Regions from separate parts of the Mus musculus genome. Here all the other regions are linked to region 4. Evidence: chromatin contacts called from public HiChIP or PLAC-seq and promoter capture Hi-C data. All regions are on one chromosome and are shown on one strand. Each heading gives the region's core, a stretch centred on a gene start, on an enhancer-like site or on the middle of the called end of the contact. The rest is flanking DNA. Distances are from core to core; before and after follow the strand shown. Region 1 has its middle 690 kb from the start of 5031426D15Rik. Region 2 holds the start of A230108P19Rik (RIKEN cDNA A230108P19 gene). Region 3 has its middle 610 kb from the start of Gm30904. Region 4 holds the start of Celf2 (CUGBP, Elav-like family member 2).

Region 1 (3,328 bases), core at 510-3,009, 740 kb after region 4:
ACTTTGATATAGGATCCAACTTCCTGAAGCAAAGGGAAAGCCACATGTCCTTACCATCTCCCATGTGACTCTAATCCCTAAATCCATTCCTTGTTTGGGAGCATATTTTTATTTTTAATTTTTATCTCTGGGTCCATCTGAAGCCTCTCCATATGTCACATGCTTAAATATAGGTGGGTGTTCTCATTATATTCTTATATTTTAAACTCCATATCAAGGGACCTTAGAAAGGGCCATGTTTCACTCTGTATTGTTCAGAGCTATCTCTGCTTGCATATTTTTGCAATCTATTTTTCAACAGTGAGAAACTATTTAACAGTTTATAAGTATATTGTTCACTTCTATGTTTTTTAGCTGATTCCCCCAAAATGTTTTTTTCTATCCTTGGTATTCGAATTACATGAAAATTTATAGCTTATGGTATTCTCAAATACAAGTCAAAATTAAATGATTCTTTTCAATCCATTATGGGATATTGTTTTACAAATATACCCACTGCATATTTATAGTAGCTATTCTTCTTAAAAATGTGAATGAGCAATTTCCATACATTTCAAAGAAAAAAGAATATATACTTTTAGTGTCATATTATAGTCATATTCCCAAGATGAAATAAGAAGGTATTTAAAAATGTCTAATCACTGTCTACAACTAACAGGATATCTTTGTTGTGATAACAGCGAATCTGGTGAGTTTAGACTCATATTTTACTTTTAAGTACTTACTCAAGAGATTGTAATCATGTGTATTTTTTTAAAAATGTGTTTACCCTCTCAACTTGCTAGTAAATTTCTCTTTCACACCGTGGTGCATCTGTAAGCATCTGAAGTGTTTCTCCCAGTTGCATCTAGTTTTAAATTAAAAGTGCCTAGATGAATGGGAATTTATTGCAATCTAATACACTTCCTTTCCACTTTTTTATGATGTCATGATGTTTCTGAGATCTTTATGGCCATTAATTACTTGTGTTTTTATGATATTGCAATAATCTAGAAGGGAAAGAACATATTTTTCTCTGTACTTAAGCAGAATCAAAGAGCAGGAAAAGCAGTTTCAGTAAATTGTTAATATCTTTCCTGAGACAGGGTATATCAGCATCCCACTTTGACCTAAATGATAGGACTGTGCTCCACACAGTAACCACACCACCATATTTCTTTTTTTTTAAATTTTAAATATCCATATTGAATTAGTAGTTATACAGAACTTAACCAATATTTTTAAAGACAAAAATTAACCAAGCTAAAAGGCTGTTAAAATCATGGCATCCCAGAGTTGTAGGAGGATCATCTTCCACAGATGGTATATGTTACAAAACAGGTTTCTCTTGATTTGGTACAAAAGCAAGTAGCTTTGTTTCTCTAAGCACTGGTGATTTAAAAATATTCTAAAGGTAAATATTTAAGTGAGGTTATTCCTGCAGCTCTGGAGACTTGTTTATAATATTTTAAAACTTGAAAATTCCCTTGTAATGACCTTACGTTGACTTAGTATGAATTTACATTTCTCAAGAAAACTGAGTAGTGGATTCATCATTTGCTGTTGCTGAGATTATGCCTATTCCTGTGTGCTTAGGCAGACTGGACGTTCAGTAATAAAGTAAACCACTTAAAGCAGAAAGGTCAATAGAGCAAGCCAGTAGGGACGGCCAACTAAATGTCAGTACTCTGGGAATGAAAAAGAAGCACAGTCCCCTCTAGATCCTTCTACTGCAAAAGCTGGCCCACGATGTGAAACCCTCCCAGACAGTGGCAAGAAGCCCAGAAATCGGAAGCACCTGACTCCTTCAAGCCAAGAATCTCTGGATGAGAAAGCTGGGTAAGCACTGGGAAAAGCGCCTCGTTCTAACAGCACAGATGGCCACAGCCATGGCTGCCAAATGGCTCACTGGGTCTGACAAAGGAGACAGGTGATCAAATAGACAAAGGCTGAAATGACCGCTCTAAATAGTACTGGAGAATGTGACAGGACCCGGGATAGAGGCAAAAACTGACAATTCATGGAATTGATTGTTGTCTACCTGACTGCTTGTCCCTTGGACATCTGTCTTCCCCCGCTCTTGGATGTCTTAGGCTTCTCAAGTAGAGATCAGGTGCTTGCACAGATGATATGCTGGGTTCCTGCTGGGTGGGGAGTAAATCACTGGGTTCTGTCAGTTACTGCATCTCAATGATCAATAGGACTGTGAGAAAGTCACCATTTCACTGGTGTGAAAGAGTTCCCTGCCTCAAACAGTGAGTCAGTTTCACAAATATAAATGGATGCCATTCAAGATCTATAAACAAGTTGAAACACTGGAGGAGATACTGAAGATATAGATGACAGTTTATAATAGGCCAACCCTATCAAATAATTAATATAAATCACAGTTCTTTTCCTTTTAGTTAGACTCTTCTGGAACAAAGTTATCTTTTTGCCAATTATTATTGTTTTGGATTCACCTTTTACATGTGCATGCACATTGTATACATTTATATGTTTAAGTTCATAGCCATATGAGTATGCATGCCAATGTAGTCAACCTTGATTGTCTTTCCTAAGGCCTATTATGAACTTTTTAATTTAAAATTATATACATATACATTTACACGGCCCATAAGTATTCAGGCATGGATAAGGCAAGGACTCAGGGGATCCTACACTTCATGACTATACTATTAGCTAGCAACACCTTCATGGAGTAGAGAAATCATTGCCTTAAGTCCTGTACCAACTGATGACCCTACCACAGTCCAATGGAATCTTCCAATATAGTGGTCATGCAGATGTCCCGGGTAGTTATGTGTGTATGCATGCATGCACATCTATGTATAAGAACACAGACATGAGATTGTCATGGCACACTTCAGAGGGAGGACAACTTTGAGTGTTGGTCGTCCCCTTCTGTCTTGTTCAAGAGGAAGCTTTTGTCCACCACCGTGTACAACAGTGTCAGTGATTCACAAACCTCTAGAGATTCTGTCTTCACGTCCCATCTTCCTGTGGGAGCACAGAGATCACAGATGTCCACCATCACACTCAGATGCTCCCTGGTTTCTGAGGGCTTAAGCTTAGCTCTTCACATTGGTGTGGCATGTGCCTTACATACCAAGCCATCTCCCTGCCCAATTTATTTATTAACATGAGCATTCTCATTTTTTAACATGGTCTGGAGCCTCCTGAGGAAGGCTTGCCTCTCTGGCCAGCAGTCTCTATCCAACTCTTTGTATGGGACTTCTGAGAATCAAAGTCAGTCAGGGCCTTTTATTTTCACAGCAAGCACTTAACTAAGTAGATTTTTCCCCCTCCAGCCATTCATATAAAAAGCTTTTTCTAGTTTTTATTTATT
Region 2 (3,182 bases), core at 61-2,560, 690 kb before region 4:
TAATCCGAGATAACGGAATTCTCGGTAGATGCCAGTGAGTGGAGTGACTAATATTAACATCCTCACTCCTACTGGATACTTCTGTGACTCTGACACTGGCTTCAAGGCTTCACAGCACCTGAGCGGATCAGCAAAGCAGAGGGGACCACACAGATGTGATGGCTGTGTGCTGCAGCATCCTGGGGCCTCTCTGCTTATCTTTTGGGTGGGCCCCATGCCTTGGTTTATCCAGACTGTAAGAACAAAAGGCCATAAACTGTGTGGCTGAGAAGCAGGAAGATCTCATGCTCTGGAGGTTGGGAAGCCCAGGTTCAAGGCATCAGCAGATTTAGTGTCCAGGGAGAAAGCTGACTCCAGGTTCAGAGACTGATGTATCACTGTGTCCTCACATGGGACCTGACACCCCTTTCCCACAGACTCTAGTCCCATCATGAGGTTCTACTCTTGACCCAACATCACATCCCAAGGCCCCACCTCCAACAGCTGTCACTTTGATGATTGCACTGCAACATATGAACTCAGGGAACAACACATTCAGGCTGTAGTAATGGTGTCTGTCTTCTTGAGACTGTGGACTGCAGCTTGAGGAGATGCAGGGAGAAAGAGGAATGAGTGGGGGAGGGTTGGATACGGTGCACACCCACCAGGTGTGCACAGGTTACACACACCAGATCACTGCCCTCATCTCGCCGGGAAACTAGGAAAAGTTGCTAGCATGCATGGGTGCTTTTAAGCTGCATTTTCTAAATTATGTTAGGCATGCAACTCACTGTTAAATAGTCGATATGAGTCATGTCCGAGTCTCTGTGGGAGTTGTGGTATGGGTGAGGATCGAACTCTGAGTTAGACTTGTGGGAGATAAGGGTGTGCAAACACACAGCCAGGTGGGTAGGTAAGCGGAAGCAAGGATTTTCCCCGTGGTGAAGGGACTGGTGTTGGAAGGAGACTCGAGTCCTTTCTAGCTTTCCTGGAATACTTACTGATATACTTATGGGACGCCTGATGTGCTGGCTCTTAGCTGTGCATGGCCAGCCCGGCCTCGGGAAGAGAACATCTGGAGGCAGGGCTTTTATATAGCACAATGAAGATGCATGGTTGAATTCAAGGGAACGACTTTAAAAATAAGATGAATAATCATGCCTTGACACAGTATGCTCAACTCCATGGCTTTTGCCCAGTAGAAGAACTGCAGTCTTTAACTTTCCAGCACAGCAGAACATTTTCCTAGAGTGCCCAGCAGAGGGAAGTAGAGTCCAACACATGTTGTCCTAACACCTAAGTAGGAAAGGACTGAGACGTCCATCCAGGCCAGTTTGCAAAAGCACCTGCCTGCTTCTCTGCGGATAAACACAGGGACCTATTATCACCAGCAGATGCAATGGTACGTTCACAGTGTGTGCTTGAGTTCACTCTTCTTCTGGGGGGCCAGAATATGAAGAGAAACTATAATTCTGAGTGTGTGTGTGTGTGCGCGCGCGCGCGCGCGCTCATAAGTGTGCATGCACATATTGGACTGGGTGCACGTGTGCACGTGTATTTAGAGGTCAGAAGTCAACCTTGGGTGGTGTTTGCCAGGAGCTGTCTACCTTGTTTTTTGAAAGGCATCTACAGGATGTCTTTCAGTGGGTAGAAGTTGCTGATTACTTAGACTGGCTGGTCCCAGAGCTTCGGGGATCCTCCCGTTTTGGCCTCCTCAGCTCTGAGATGACAAGTGTGCACCGCGAGGCCTGGCTTTGATGAGTGTGCTCTGCAGATGGAACTCAGGGCCTCCTGCTTGTGCAGCTGGAATTTGCTGATGGAGCTGCCTTCCCCACCCCCAGGACAGACTGTTGTCGTTTGAGAAGGCCTGCTTCCTGACAAAACGTTCTTTGGCAGGGAAAAAGCGATTCTGGTTCTCACGATGCCCTTGCCCCTTCATCTGTCACACTGTGCAGATTACGCAATGTGGTTCCGAGAACTGGGCTTCCATGGAATTCAAGGGATATTTTGGTTACATTTCTCCTCTTTCTTTTCAAAAACAATTGTAAAGTTTGACAGTCTGAAGTTTCTAGGAATTCTGATAAGCCTTAATTTAGAAGGCTTGCTATTTTTTACCCTGTCAATAGGACTTAAATGCCTTTACCATGGAACCTTCCAGCAAGTCATGTGTTGGAAAGAGGATGAACCAGTATAGCAACTTCTTGCTATGAAAGGCTTCATGGTTTCATCTGCAGTTACAAGACAGTCCTTGAGTATCACAGGAGATTTGTAATCTATTTTGACTTGAAGTCCAGGCAATGATATAAGAAATATTCACTAAACATGGCTGCACTTAAGGCAAATATCTATCTAAAATAATAAGCAAGCACCTCCCCTTTGAAAGATGCTTGAGCAAACCCTCACCTCTTGCAGCTTGTAGCCCACTTCCAGCCTGGTGTCCGCATACTGGTTTGTAGTAAACTGCAGTATCTTCATAGGTGCACCCGTTTCTGCCAAAACTAACCAGGAGGACCTGGGGAAGGGCAAAATTCTCCCAGGCACCCCTTGGCTCTACTGCTGTTTTCCCTTCAGGTCTCACTTCTTTCTTGCCTCAGGCCTGTGAGCCACTGTTAAGTTTGGCAGTTGTTTCAAGACCAGATAGCCTGTTCTCCTTGCTCGCTGCATATATAGGTTTGCGCCTTCGTTTCCAGATTTCCCACTGAGAACAGGATGTCTTCCTCCCAGAACAGACACTGTGGTTTTCCGCTTCATGGATGCCCACTGAACGCTATTCTGTGAGGTTTTGGACGGAAGACAGCTTTACAAGGGGAAACAGACTTGATTGTCATTAGTGATGACAAGACAGCTCCGACACACAGCTGCTCCTTGTGCAGAGTCCCACAGTATGGACAGGCTAGTTCTGGTCTAACCACTGTAAGCCCAGCACTGTAAATCAGACACTGTAACTCCTTTCTGGAATGAGAATGGTTGTCAAGAAATCACTAGCCAGAGATTCAGCCTCAGCCCCTTGTCACTGGCGCTGTGTCAGCGCGCTGTGCACTGTGTCTCCTGGGCAGCCATTTGGTGGAACAAAACTGTTTCAATTGCATTTTCAAATGAGATTACACAAAGGCCATGCTTTTCTGAAAAGGAAAAACCTAAACTGTCATATTGAGGGGCTTGTAAGATTGAGATATGGCGAGTTCACAGGTTGACACGTGCTG
Region 3 (3,530 bases), core at 608-3,107, 850 kb after region 4:
TGAGGTCTTACCTATAGATGAGACTTGAAGTACATTCTGGGTGGGATGGAGAGATAATACACATTGTAGCATGTGAATAAATTAATTTTTGATACTTGCCACTTTCCATTACTTTTGTATTCATAGATGTATATACTTGTGTCCGTGTGTATATTAGTTCAGATATACAGAGTATGGATGGAGACCAGAGGTAAATATGAGATTTCACCCTTAGGACACCAGTGACCTCCTTTGAGGCAGATTCTGTGATTGGTCTGCGAATATTGAAAAAGAAATAAAAAGAAAAGGACATGAAATCTCCTCGGTTTGGTGGACGAGGTTTATTGTAGATAACAAAGAGGGTAGAGCCAGATATGGGGCATCTGGGAAAGTCCAGAGTAGACATAACAGTGAGCCATGTAAAGCGATGGAGGAGGAACAGAGAGAGGAGAGAGAGGGGAACCAAAAGAGGTCAGGTAATCAAAATGTCTGGATTATATAGGGAAGAACAGCTGAGCGATTGGCAGTCCAACCCCTGGGCTGGAGAGTTAGGGTAGAGGGTGAGGTATGCTAGCCATACTCTGTAACAGGTAGGTACTGAGGGATGCTGGGAGAACCTGGCAGCCAGGCCTATTTTCATATGTTAAATAGTCACTTGAGCCATTTGCCCAAGGGTGAGGGTTTGAGACTTACAGTCTGGGGCTCACTAGGGTAAAATGGCTGGCCAGTGGGGCTCCGGCTCATACAGTTAAATCACATTGCATTCATTTTCTCTCTGTGTGTCTCAGTAAACTTCAGATCCATATCAAAACAGCTCCTTCTGTCTTTGGAGAATCATGCATGCCAGGCTCTGGTCCCACTTTGCTCTTTTTTCCCCCTCCCCATAGGCTGCTGTGTCTCATTTTGTAAGTCTCACTACCTCTGAAATCCCTCTGTCGTACAGGATAGCCTCAAATTCCAAGATCCATCTGTCTCTGCCAACCAAATGCTAGTAACAAAATTGTGCACAACCATAGCAGGCCCTTCTTTAATTTTAAAACATCATTTAACACCTAACTCTATGACTCCTACTTTTAAAAACGGAACAATAGAATTAAGGTTCATGAGTTTATTTTTAGCAAAGAAGAGATGCACAGACAAAGGAGACAAAAACACAAATGTGGGAATGTTTCCTTCAGGGCCAGCAAGACAGTCTATTCCATGGGGAAAGGCACTTTCTGCCAAACATGAGTTCCTATGGTCAATCACAAGGACCCACATGGTAGAAGGAGAGAAAAAGATTCCTCATATTTTTGTTCTGACCACATGAGCTCTGTGGTGGTACAAGCGCATCTCTCTCTCTCTCTCTCTCACACACACACACACACACACACACACACACGCACACACACATACACTTGCATGCACATGCACACACACTTTAAAAAAAAAATTCCTGCTTGGTATTCTCACAAGTAAAATTCTGACTTTCTTTTTATCCGATGGGCATGTTTGGAGTAATTAGAACATCTGCTCCCTGAAACTTTCACTATCAACTTCATAATAAGGCAATTTTTTTCAGTCTAGTAGCTGATGGGTGAAAAGAGCAATACTTTCATAACATAACGACGAGTACACTCTCCTTTCCTAATAAAACAGAGCACAAGCCATGCTATGAAAAACAGGACATGGGAAGGACACTGGTCCTCAACCAAAAACTCTAGGAAGATGCCACAAGGTAGCCTTTCCAAATGAGAAGCTCTGGCTCTCAGATGAGGTTTTTCAGAAGAGAATTCCAGGGTCTTGACTTTTCCCTGCCTCTACAGTGTAGTTCTGTACGATGCAGTTTAATACAGCACCAACTTCCTATGAACGGATCAGAAGCAGTTTTGAAAGTCAAATGTGCCAGGGGAGTGCTTCCTGTGCAGGGTGACAGCCATTATCCGCCCTCCTGCCTCCTCTTTAAGGCTTTCAGATACAGCAGCAATTCCATAAAGTCTTTCTATTCATCTCTGGCACGTCTATCTCTTGTCTCATTATAATTTCACTTATTTCTATAAAAGAAACTTGACAGCTACAGAACATTTGAGGGAAGAGAGGAAGGCGGGTGGTATGCGGGGGAGGAAAGAAGCAGGCAGCGAGAGGGGGGGAAGCAATCTGCACGTGGCTGTAAGTCCTCAGAGAACCCCTTTGGGTGACACCTTCAGAAAGGACTGCATAACAGCCATATGGCAGCATGGTCCCTTGGCATTATTTGCAGTTGCCTAGAGGCTTCTGGGTAAATGGGATAAAGTCCCTGCCACTAGCATAACAAAGGGGAAGCTCCCCCCACCCACCCCCACCCCAGCAACAGTATACACAGCTTCCTACAGTTATCCTGAGCAGGGATTCTGGCACCTGTAACTCCATCTGTGTACATTAAAAGTTATATGTGCGTATTTGAAGCGGCAAGTTCTTGCTAAGTTGTGCATCCATTTCTTTCCTAATTCTAAAAAGAAAAATTTTAAATGAAGCAAAGGAGGCTGTCAGCTCTAAGTCTTTGCTCCCATCATACTTACATGCTAATCCCCAGCGTGATGCTTTCTGGAGATAGGCTCTTGGGAGTTAAAAAGGTCATGAAGCTAGAGTCCTCTTGAGGGGAATTGCTACCCTGGTAAAAGGCAAAATAAAAACTTTGCTATTTATGCTCAGAGCACAAAAGAAACAAGAAGCATCCAACATCCTTTAACACAGCAGCAACTCTTACTAAGAACCCAACTGCACAGGCACCCTAATGTCAGACCTGTAGTCCCAGCTATGAGAAATAATCTCTATCCCATTAATTCTCTTGGTCTATGATGCTTTGTTATAGTAACATAAACTGACTAGAGAAACTCTCTATAACTTTTACATAACTGCATCCCTCTAAATATGAATTCCTAGCATACCCACATCCTTAAGCAACACCTCATAGAAACAAGAAAAAAAATAATAAGATTTTCATGCATGCATGTGTGTTTATGTCTATATATGTTCAGAGATACACATGTGTGAACAAATTCACATACATCTGAGCATGGGCGTGTGGAGACTAGTAGACAACCTCTGTGTTATTTCTTATGTGCATCCCACTACTTTGAGACAGATTTACTTACTGACTTTGGTTGCATGGGCAGGCTTGTAAATTTAGCCATCCCTGTGTCCACCTTCCCATTGCTGGATGATAAGCCGCTATGCTAGGCTAAGCTCTCTCACACTACTGCTTAGAATCCAACCAACCCTCCATGCTTAAAGGCAAGCACTTTACCAACTAGTCATTTCCTTAGTCCCAAGTCTTTCAATTTTGATAATATAACCCATAGTTTCTTTTAGGTTATTAAATGCATTATCTCTGTGATTTTGATTCCAAGACAAAGTATTTTTGCAGGCAAACCATACTATAATAAAATATAATAATTCTTTGATCACATAATTGTTTACAATCCAAAAATATGTAACAAAAATTTAAAATAGTTCTTACTGACTTATCAAATCCTTGATATATGGATTAATAGTATAATCTAAATAATTTGACTTGTGTTACCATTTTTGAT
Region 4 (3,187 bases), core at 541-3,040:
AACACTAAAACACTATAAATATATATTCTTTATAGACATCAACCTTAAAAGAGGATTTTCATGTAAATCTATTACTTATTATTTTAATTTCAGTTATTTTACATCCAGTGTGGAATAAAAATGGTTTCAGCATTTGAGAAGTTTGAACCAGATTTTTCCATATTCTCTCCTACAGTATTTTCACCTTAGAAACCAGTTTATCTTATGAAATGAAGGGCATCCGAATACACGTGAAATACTTGCCTTTCATAGAAATGCAGTTTGTAAGAATATAAACATCAAATCAAAGATCAATATATTCCATCGAAACCTTTCACTTAACAAAGTAACAGAACAATAGTTGGTGACCAAAATTGGAAAGGCAAAAGTTCTTATTCTTGGATTTCTAAACTGCTTGTCTGTGGATGCCAAAGGGGAAGCTAAAAACTAGGAATACTGATTACTTGAGCATTAAGTATGTCCTTCTTAACTTCTCTTTTATGCTACATTCCCTAGGTCCAAAAAAAGGGAGCATTTAAAATCCTCGGCGGTAAATACTGTAGAAGCAGGTCTGATCAACAAGGCATTTGCCACAATGATAATAGTATTACAAGCATCCTCAATCAATAAGTTTTCTTTCTGTAGTTAACAGAGAGGCAAGCCATAAATCTCTAACTTAATCCAGCCAACATAACTGCAAAATGCAAAAAGCTCTGAGAACGGCAGATAATAAATTTTTAAAAGCATAAAACCACAAATAAGCAGACCCAAAGCTTCCCTCTGATAGTCCACACAACAAGATTATAGGAGATAAAAGGGGGTGCTGGAAAAAAAAAACAAACAAACAGAAAACCAGCCCCAGACATGCATTAAGCTAGTTTGACAGCTCCATTGTTCCACCGGTCCCATTGTCAGACCCAAAGATGTATTCAGTGCTACAATGTCTGCTAGCAAATAAACAAAAGACTGCATTTTTAAAAGCAGGATGCCAATTCTATCATAATTCTCTCTCCGCTTCCCAAAAGGTCAGCTGTGTCTCCTTCTCGGTCTATGATAGAACCCCACCACCCATGCAGGAAGCAGGTATCTGCTTTCCCGCACAAGAGGACCCAGGACGCCATGCATGAACAGAGGTCTCCAAACAGGTACACATTTTGGCAAGCAGGATAAAGTGATCCAAACCTGATAACACGAGAGGACTATTTAGGTGTCTAAGTCCAGATTAGAGTGGTATTTGGAACGCAAGTCTAATATGGAGTCTCCTCAGCTCCTTTTTCGATGATTATTCCATGCAGAGTGCATAATAATGAAAGAGGCTTAGACATTGCAAAGGAAAAGACGAACCAACAGCCAGATTCGGAACCCTTAAAACATCCACTGGCTGCTCATAGGTAGCGGGGAGCAAATGCATGGTCTGCTTTCAAAAGACAACTAGTACACACACAACTCCCTCACAGCAGTCCTTCTCCTTTCTCTCCCTGGCTTGCTCGCTCTCCCTCCCAATCTCTTGGTCTCAATTTCATTTCCCTCTCTCTGTTTAGATTCTTTTTTCTCTCTCTTTCTCTTCTAAGATAAGGAAGCTGCTTGATTCAGGGCAAGATTGGCGTCTCCACCAGCTCTCAAAACTAGAAAAGCCTATGTTAAAAACAAAGGACCCAACAACATACCTTAAAAGCAGCTCCTCATTTCTCATAGTAACAGCGGATTTGGGACAGCGCATGCTTTCTACACTGATAGTCTCAACAAAAGCCAGTTCAGAAGTGCGCTCAAACATCAATGCCACAGTCGCTATTCACTAATGCGCCCCCTCTCCTCTCTCTCTCTCTCTCTCTCTCTCTCTCTCTCTCTCTCTCTCTCTCTCTCTCTCTCTCTCCCTCTCTCCTCTCAAATGCTGAATAGTACAGAAAAGGGCTCCTGCAGACTCACTGGGAAGAAATAATCCTCTCCGACAAGTTATGTTATCTAGGCATGTTTTTGCACTGGTGTGCTGTGTCTTCTAGAGAGAGCTTGTTTGCATGCACTCAAGCCTGGCATTGGATCTCCTAATTACCATCTTAAAAACTGGGAAGATTTTAAGCAACTCAGTGACATGTGATTTCATATATATATATATGTGTGTGTGTGTGTGTGTGTGTGTGTGTGTGTGTGTGTGTGTGTGTATGTTAGCAAAACCAATCTCACAGCACAGTTCACTATCAACTATCAGCAGAGCATCCCAGAGGACTGAGATTTGAACAGGTCAGTGTGCTCAAAAGGATTTTTGCCTCTCTTTTCTGGGACACTGCATTCACAGTTGGATTCATCTGTTCCTCTCCTCTTGTCCTTAGAAAGAGTGACAAGGTCAAGACCCTCAGCCTCACCCTGGACCATAGATGCAGAGAACAGAGGCTAAGAAACTGGGAAGTGTTTTAACTCTCTGTATGCCAGAGTTCTTATAAATTAAGAGCTTCATTCACCAGAATCCAGGCATCAAAGCCAGCAGGCAACACAAAGATTGTTTGGTCGCACTGAATGCGTAATTGACAGATACAGCAGCTTCATTCCTGAAAGGCTAATGAGTGGCTTTTTTTCCCCAAAACAAGAAAATTTGCTACTCTGCTTCACTATATTCTTGAGCCTTTGAACATAAAGTGGACCAGAGAAAATACACATTCCCCTTTCTGTTTCTTTGAGTAGGAATCATTCCATAAATAACTAGGAAGTCAAACAGTAAGTTAAGCACACACACACACACACACACACACACACACACACACACACACAGAGAGAGAGAGAGAGAGAGAGAGAGAGAGAGAGAGAGAGAGAGAGAGAACTCTATGGACTGCACACATAGTCATCCAAAAGGGCAAGTTCGGACGTCACTCCAGGGGATGCACACTGACCTTGGAAGTTGGGAAAACCCTCACTTTCTATGGAATAACCTAGAACATTTCAAAACAGACCTGAGTCAACAAAGACTGGTGTGAATCCTGAATGCTCACCCCATCCTATATCGGCACAAAGTGTATCTTTCCTAGTAAAATTCTGGACTTGAAATATAACCGGGACTAAGAGTGAAGAAAATGATGGTGGGTTTTGTTCTCCCCCATATTTGAGGACCTTAAATAATATACCCAGTATCTTGTAAGATCTCTGACTTTTGAACTTGGTCTTATCCACAGTCGGGAGATCTGGGGAGAGTGTAGAGGGAAGAGTTCCTCAGGCTCTG

What was found. HiChIP or PLAC-seq counts read pairs in DNA pulled down with a chosen protein or histone mark. Capture Hi-C pulls out chosen DNA fragments and counts their contacts.
Region 1: an H3K4me3 HiChIP or PLAC-seq map of forebrain shows a contact between it and region 4, with 4 times the contacts expected there. The contact joins the enhancer-like site here to the promoter of Celf2 in region 4. A contact is called at or near these places in 5 of 115 datasets of contacts at active chromatin or transcription factors (SST interneurons, VIP interneurons, astrocytes and 2 more).
Region 2: a contact with region 4 is called in a promoter capture Hi-C map of liver. The contact joins the promoter of A230108P19Rik here to the promoter of Celf2 in region 4. A contact is called at or near these places in 4 of 39 promoter capture datasets (cranial neural crest, hematopoietic stem and progenitor cells, pre-B cells and 1 more), 5 of 115 datasets of contacts at active chromatin or transcription factors (astrocytes, embryonic forebrain, embryonic midbrain and 2 more) and 1 of 9 other capture datasets (liver).
Region 3: a contact with region 4 is called in an H3K4me3 HiChIP or PLAC-seq map of forebrain, with 5 times the contacts expected there. The contact joins the enhancer-like site here to the promoter of Celf2 in region 4. A contact is called at or near these places in 1 of 39 promoter capture datasets (hippocampal neurons) and 5 of 115 datasets of contacts at active chromatin or transcription factors (embryonic basal ganglia, embryonic forebrain, embryonic hindbrain and 2 more).

What each region holds. Positions count from the first base shown.
Region 1 is chr2:7,618,357-7,621,684 of GRCm38.p6, forward strand. No RefSeq gene overlaps it. Among named protein-coding and RNA genes, the nearest start is that of 5031426D15Rik, 690 kb to the left of the region's middle. Within about 2 kb of position 1,760, at least 29 of the 459 cell types and tissues checked have an H3K27ac peak or open chromatin away from gene starts, as enhancers often do. A contact at or near this core is called in forebrain, where this site is marked.
Region 2 is chr2:6,191,941-6,195,122 of GRCm38.p6, forward strand. A230108P19Rik (RIKEN cDNA A230108P19 gene) reads left to right here and starts at 1,311. Exons shown (of 7, transcript NR_040333.1): 1 at 1,311-1,381. All of the region lies in intron 4 of Echdc3 (enoyl Coenzyme A hydratase domain containing 3), which reads right to left.
Region 3 is chr2:7,732,429-7,735,958 of GRCm38.p6, forward strand. No RefSeq gene overlaps it. Among named protein-coding and RNA genes, the nearest start is that of Gm30904, 610 kb to the right of the region's middle. Within about 2 kb of position 1,858, at least 21 of the 459 cell types and tissues checked have an H3K27ac peak or open chromatin away from gene starts, as enhancers often do. A contact at or near this core is called in embryonic basal ganglia, forebrain and hippocampal neurons, where this site is marked.
Region 4 is chr2:6,883,206-6,886,392 of GRCm38.p6, forward strand. It overlaps Celf2 (CUGBP, Elav-like family member 2), which reads right to left and starts at 1,791. Exons shown (of 14, transcript NM_001110228.1): 1 at 1,647-1,791. The coding sequence starts at 1,753.